Regions from separate parts of the Sus scrofa genome. Here region 1 is linked to region 2. Evidence: chromatin contacts called from public Hi-C data. All regions are on one chromosome and are shown on one strand. The core of a region is the stretch at or near the end of the contact, and the rest is flanking DNA. Distances in the headings are between cores, read along the strand shown. Region 1 holds the start of VTI1B (vesicle transport through interaction with t-SNAREs 1B). Region 2 holds the start of ATP6V1D (V-type proton ATPase subunit D).

Region 1 (2,806 bases), core at 72-2,571, 330 kb before region 2:
TCTACTAATCTTTCATGAAGAAAAGATCACTTTTTCCATCCCAGGCTATTTGTTACTTCTTTTTGTACCTGTCCCTTTTATTTATAACACAATGCTATGGGACTTACCACAGTACACTGCCACTGATGACCTCAGACTTTGCTATCTATCTCTATGTTCAATATTAGGAGCTCAACAAAAATTTGTTGAATCAATGATCAATGAATTCGGTCTAATAAAAAACTAGGGTCCAGGAGATAAAAATTACCAAATCATTTACCCCTGGTCAGTCATATATTTTTAACATGTGCGGGCAGTTTTAAGTATTCCAGAATGGGCTCCATAGGCAAACTCATCAGTGAAAATAGGAATTTTCCTCCATTAAATCACGAAAACCCACGAAGTGCAGAAAAAGATCTTGTAATTGTTAACACATTACACTTGAGAGAGAGCTGATAAAAGCCAGGTCTGCCTTCATTATAAATTACCCAAGCGCAGAGAGAAACTTATTCACCAACACTTTCCCAGATCCCACCACAGTGACTACCCTTAAATTGACAAACACCGGCTAAGTGAACGAGTGCACCGCAGCTGCGGCGGCTAGAGGGTGAGTATTTTAGGGGCCACCCTGCCCGAGGGCCACTCCTGAAAGCATATGACTGATCACTTGACTCCCAGTCAAAGTGCTTTACTGCTTGAGAGCAGGCAGGAACCTGACCCAGCTATTTTCCGAAAACTGAAAGCTAACAGTCATAATGTGGACTGAATCAGAGTGGCCAAACATTACCACCAGAGTGAAGACGACGACCACGCGCTACCGATATGTTAGCGTCACGTCCGCGGCCGCGGCGACCACAGGGCCACCGCCCCCAACGATGCGTGACTTCCGAGTAGGGGCGTTTTCCGCGCCGAACTACAGCCCCCAGCATGCACTACAGCCCCTCGACGGAAGGCGGATCCCGAGAGGGAGGGGGCCGTGCCGCCCGGCCTGCGGGTCCCCAAAGTCCCTTCCGCTGTGGCGCTCTCCCCGACGCCGAGCTGGGTATTTCCCGGGTTCCGAGACTGCCGGCTAGCGTCAGATCGCTGCCACCCCCGCAGGAGTCGCCCGGGCAGCGCACGCTGCCAAACTTTCCGTCAGGCTTTGGCGCCTGGCGCGCCGTCAGTGACGCCATGCAGGGGGTGGGCGTTCCGGTTCGGCAGGACCCCGCCGCGGCGCCGGAAGCGCCTCGTCCTGGGAGGTGGTGGCGGCGGTCGCCGTGATGCCTGCGGGGCTGGGCGGCTGACGGTGGCGTAGAAGTGGGCCCCGAGCCCTGAGTCTCGGCGGCCGCTGTTGTAGAGCGGCCTCCGCCATGGCCACCTCCGCCGCCTCCTCGGAGCATTTCGAGAAACTGCACGAGATCTTCCGCGGCCTCCATGAAGACCTACGAGGGGTGCCGGAGCGGCTCCTGGGGATAGCAGGGACAGGTAAGGCGGGGGCGGGCTGAGCCTAGGGGAACCCGGCTCCGCCAGCTCTGCGAGGAAGGGCCCCCACCCTCTTCTCTCGCTTCTCATTCTCAGACACGCCCCCTAAGGTTGGCTGGGTCCAGGCACCCGGGAGCTCCCTACTGCCAGGTGTTCCCTTTTGATCCTATAGCGTTCAGATTTTTCTCGTTTCGTCTTCAGCGTGGCAAGAAGAGTACAGACCTTAAATCTGAGATGCTGTGTTTCAGTAGAATGGGTTTCTTTTGTAGCTTTCTGTATTTTTGTTTTATATATCCAAAACTATTTTCAAAAGAGACCCAGACTGGCAGAAGAGCCGTAGCACAAAAAAAGTTCAGAACCCAAAGGAGTCATAACTCTGGGGGTTGGTAAGTAACCAGTCTTGGAGGGGGGGTTCTTTAAAATCAGGATTGTGATCATTAGGTATGGTCGTCCTCTGAACTCCGCCTAGACTGTTTCTTGCTCCTTGATTTTAAAGTTCGGATTGCTGCAGGTTTTGCTTGGAGGAAATAAAGAGTTCGAATTCACATAGGGAAGTTTGCCATAGTTTTTTGTCCTAAGACAAATAGCTCTCCATGGCAAAGCAGGTAAGATTTTTGTTGTTTTTACTTAAGTGTCAAAGCTTGAGTGTTTGCTCTGTGAGTTCCTCAAGGTCATATGAATTGACACACTGGTGAGAATTATATCTTTGTTTAACATATTTATTGGAGGAGTCTGCTGTGTGCTAGGCACTGTCCTAGATGCTGGTAATATTACAAACTACAGTGAAAACGCTTAAAGTCTCTTCTATAGGTTGATGATAATATAAATATCAAGAGGTGGTGCGGAGTTCCCGTCATGGCTCAGTGGTTAACGAATCCAACTAGGAACCATGGGGTTGCGGGTTCGATCCTTGACCTTGCTCAGTGGGTTGATCTGGCGTTGCTGTAAGGTGTGGTGTAGGTCGCAGACTCGGCTGGGATCCCGCATTGCTGTGGCTCTGGCGTAGGTGAGTGGCTACAGCTCCGATTCAACCCCTAGCCTGGGAACCTCCATATGCTGTGCGAGCAGCCCAAGAAATGGCAAAAAGACAAAAAAAAGAGGTGGTGTTAAAGCAATGTGAGAAAATAAAACAGGGCAAAGAAATAGGGAGGGGGCTCTAGCTTTAACTTGAGTAGCTGTGAAAGGCCTCTTTGAGGAGGTGATTTGAAGTTAAGTTGAGCAGAGATTTGAAGTAAGGGGGTGAACCATTCAAATCTGGGGAAAGTGAGAGTCAGGAAGACAGAACGGTACTGCAGAGATCCTTGAGCAGAAATGAGCTTGGTATATTCTAGGAAGAACAAGAAGGTCAGTGTTTGGGGTGGAAGGA
Region 2 (2,700 bases), core at 63-2,562:
AACCTTTCCTCCACGAAACAATGTTTCTTGTTAAATAAAACTTAAAGTAGTCTAAGTTTGGGGGGGTAATAAAATTCCCTTATCTTTATGTTTTTTTAGTTATGCTTAACCGAAAGATCACAGCGTGTAATTCTACAAGTTTACTTTCATCGATGCTGAAACACGGTAAACCGATACTAAGAGTTATATATAAACTCTTCAACAGTATCTTTTAGTTTCAACTGAAGGGGTGACTCAGTCTACAGAAATGCACCGAGCGATAAAGTGATAGGAGCTTCAATTTTTAAATATAAGTTATCAGAGGAACAAATTATTCTTGGATACTTTTAAACCCAACTCTGTCAACATCATGGCCCAAACCACCGGTTCCTTGAAGCGGCCGGTCTGGTTTCCACTGAGAGGTAGTATTTGCTGGGGCGGACGAAAAAGATGGAATTCTCAGGCCCGGAGAGAGCAAAATGCTCAGCGTCGTGGGGCGGGGGTGTCATAGCGTTCTCCCGAGACGGCCCCACCTCAAGGCACCCCTGTTTTATGTATATTGAAGACGCTGTACAATCACTGGGCCCACTTCCCTTCACGAGATTCCTTCGTTCGTACCTTGACACCACCGCTCGGAGAGACCGACACCCGGCCGGTGGCGACCGCAGTCGCGTCCAGGCACTTCCCGCTCAGGGACGGGAAAAGGAGGTGTTAACCCAGGGCCTACCCTCTACCGAACACCCATGCCATTGGACACAACCAAAGTAAATTCTTCGAGAAACTGATCGGGGAGACTAGTCACCTGAGGTATGTATATGGATCCCGCACTGGGGCCCCGCGCCGCGCTCTTCAATCAGAGAGAACTGACTTGATCCACCCGCAGCAGCCGCCGACTCTCTTCAGCGTGCGCTTCTCTCAACCCTACCGCGCATGCGGAACCACCTCGCAGCACGCAAGCGCCGACAGACTACAGACCGCTCTTCATCACCTACCATAGAGTCTAGGTCCTCCGCGAACAAAGAGGTCTGTGGGCCTTAGGAGGACTTGAAAAGTACATTTTCTCGCCATCTTTAGTTTTCGCTAAGTGACTTTCAAGGCGCAGATAAGAAGTAAGACTCGGATTCCTTGTCCCTAAAGAATAAATTCTCTACGATACTGTCAGTCAACCATGAGGTGGCGCTGTGACCAGAGGTGAATGTGGAGGAGGAGAAGGGGTGTACTCTTCTCTCTCGGTCTTTCGTCTCTTGGGTGTAGAGCCTTGCGCAGCCGCCTGGGAGCTGGAGGGGGAGGGGCTCGGCAGCGTACCGGAATCGAGGGGCGGTTCCGGGGTGCGCGCGCCTCAACATCCGGGCATCGCCTTCTTCCTGTCCCGGCCTTCCTGCACTCCTGTGCCAAGAGAAAGCGGAAGTGAAGAAGAGACACTCCGGCTGCCTCTTAGCAACGCGAAGGGCGTCACGTGACACAACCAGCTGACTCCGGTAGAGAAGGACTCTGTGGCTGCAGCACTTGCCTGGCCTGGGACCGGAGCCGCACGGTCGCCGTCAGAATGTCGGGCAAAGACCGAATTGAAATCTTTCCCTCGCGAATGTAAGTAAAAGAATGGAACGAACACACTTACGGGTTCAGGAACACCGGCCCGGAGCCGCTGTCCGTTCACACCCTGGACCAGCAGCGAGGCACCTTGTTTCCTTGGCCGACTCTGAGCTCTCCTCAGACACTTCGTGAGTCCAGGGCGAAGCTCTTTGGCGGGCCCGCACACATTCCTCTGTTTGAACCGGACTGGGCAGAACGAGCCCAGCCGGTGGAACAGGCGCCCGGCCTGCTGGATTTTATGAAGGCTCATTGACTTTACTCATTAATTGAGCTTTTCACCCCACATTCCTTTATTGAGCCGGGCACTATCCTTACGTACCTATGAGTTTTCGTCACTTGTGCCTTAAGAGAGCTAAAGACAGACAAGCCGAGGAGGTTTGCCGATAATGCTTTGAAAAAGGAAGTTTACTACGATGGGAAGCAGGCTTCTAAGCCAAATTGGGGGTTGAATCCAATCACCGTAACGTGGACGTTAGGTTCGATAGTGGATCCCCTTGCTCCTTTTCCCTTGAAATGTTTGTCGCCTGAGGTGGGAAGCTATCCCAGAATTTCTAAGGCACTCCTTTTGCTCTGTCACCATTGCATCTCATTCAGGCCTGTGTTAATATCACCCATCACGTTGTAAAGTGGATATTGTTTTATGTGTATTTACCACTGAACTACAAGCCCTCTCCAGGATGAGATCTCTTTTATTAATCCATAGAAAGTCCATTAAAAAAATGGTGCCTGAATGAACCCATATTTTGGAATTTGGTCAGTCGTGGGCTTCATTGCCTGAATTCTTTGGCTGGAGAAATAGCATAGCACTCTAGGTGTTTGGCCAGTCTGTAAAGAAAATTTTGAAATTTTCTTAAATGTGCCTAAGAACATGTGGAAAGTAATAATTGTTCTTATTTGTCGTCTTCTCCCCTTTCTCCTCCCCTTCTTCTTCTTTTTTTTTTTTTTTTTTTCTTTCTCTAAGGAGCAGAAAGTCAGTTTTGGTTCTGAGAGATGTTTTGACTGTGGTCCTCTCTTTGGGGGACCTTTTGTTTTTCTTCATTCTGAATTTTTTCTCAGAGAATCTGAGGACTCTTAAATAAGAGTTGTTTTTAAACCCTAAACCTAGTTTTCTGTCTCTGCCTGGGTGGC

The links. Hi-C and Micro-C count contacts between places; a contact is called where the count stands out from the background.
Region 1: a contact with region 2 is called in a Hi-C map of liver, with 4 times the contacts expected there. The contact joins the promoter of VTI1B here to the promoter of ATP6V1D in region 2. A contact is called at or near these places in 2 of 47 Hi-C or Micro-C datasets (heart right ventricle and liver) and 1 of 2 datasets of contacts at active chromatin or transcription factors (alveolar macrophages).

The regions. Positions count from the first base shown.
Region 1 is chr7:91,411,995-91,414,800 of Sscrofa11.1, reverse strand. VTI1B (vesicle transport through interaction with t-SNAREs 1B) reads left to right here and starts at 1,321. Exons shown (of 6, transcript NM_214437.1): 1 at 1,321-1,443. The coding sequence starts at 1,329.
Region 2 is chr7:91,083,520-91,086,219 of Sscrofa11.1, reverse strand. ATP6V1D (V-type proton ATPase subunit D) reads left to right here and starts at 1,312. Exons shown (of 9, transcript XM_001928314.6): 1 at 1,312-1,566. The coding sequence starts at 1,526. It overlaps EIF2S1 (eukaryotic translation initiation factor 2 subunit 1), which reads right to left and starts at 1,195. Exons shown (of 8, transcript XM_001928339.4): 1 at 782-1,195.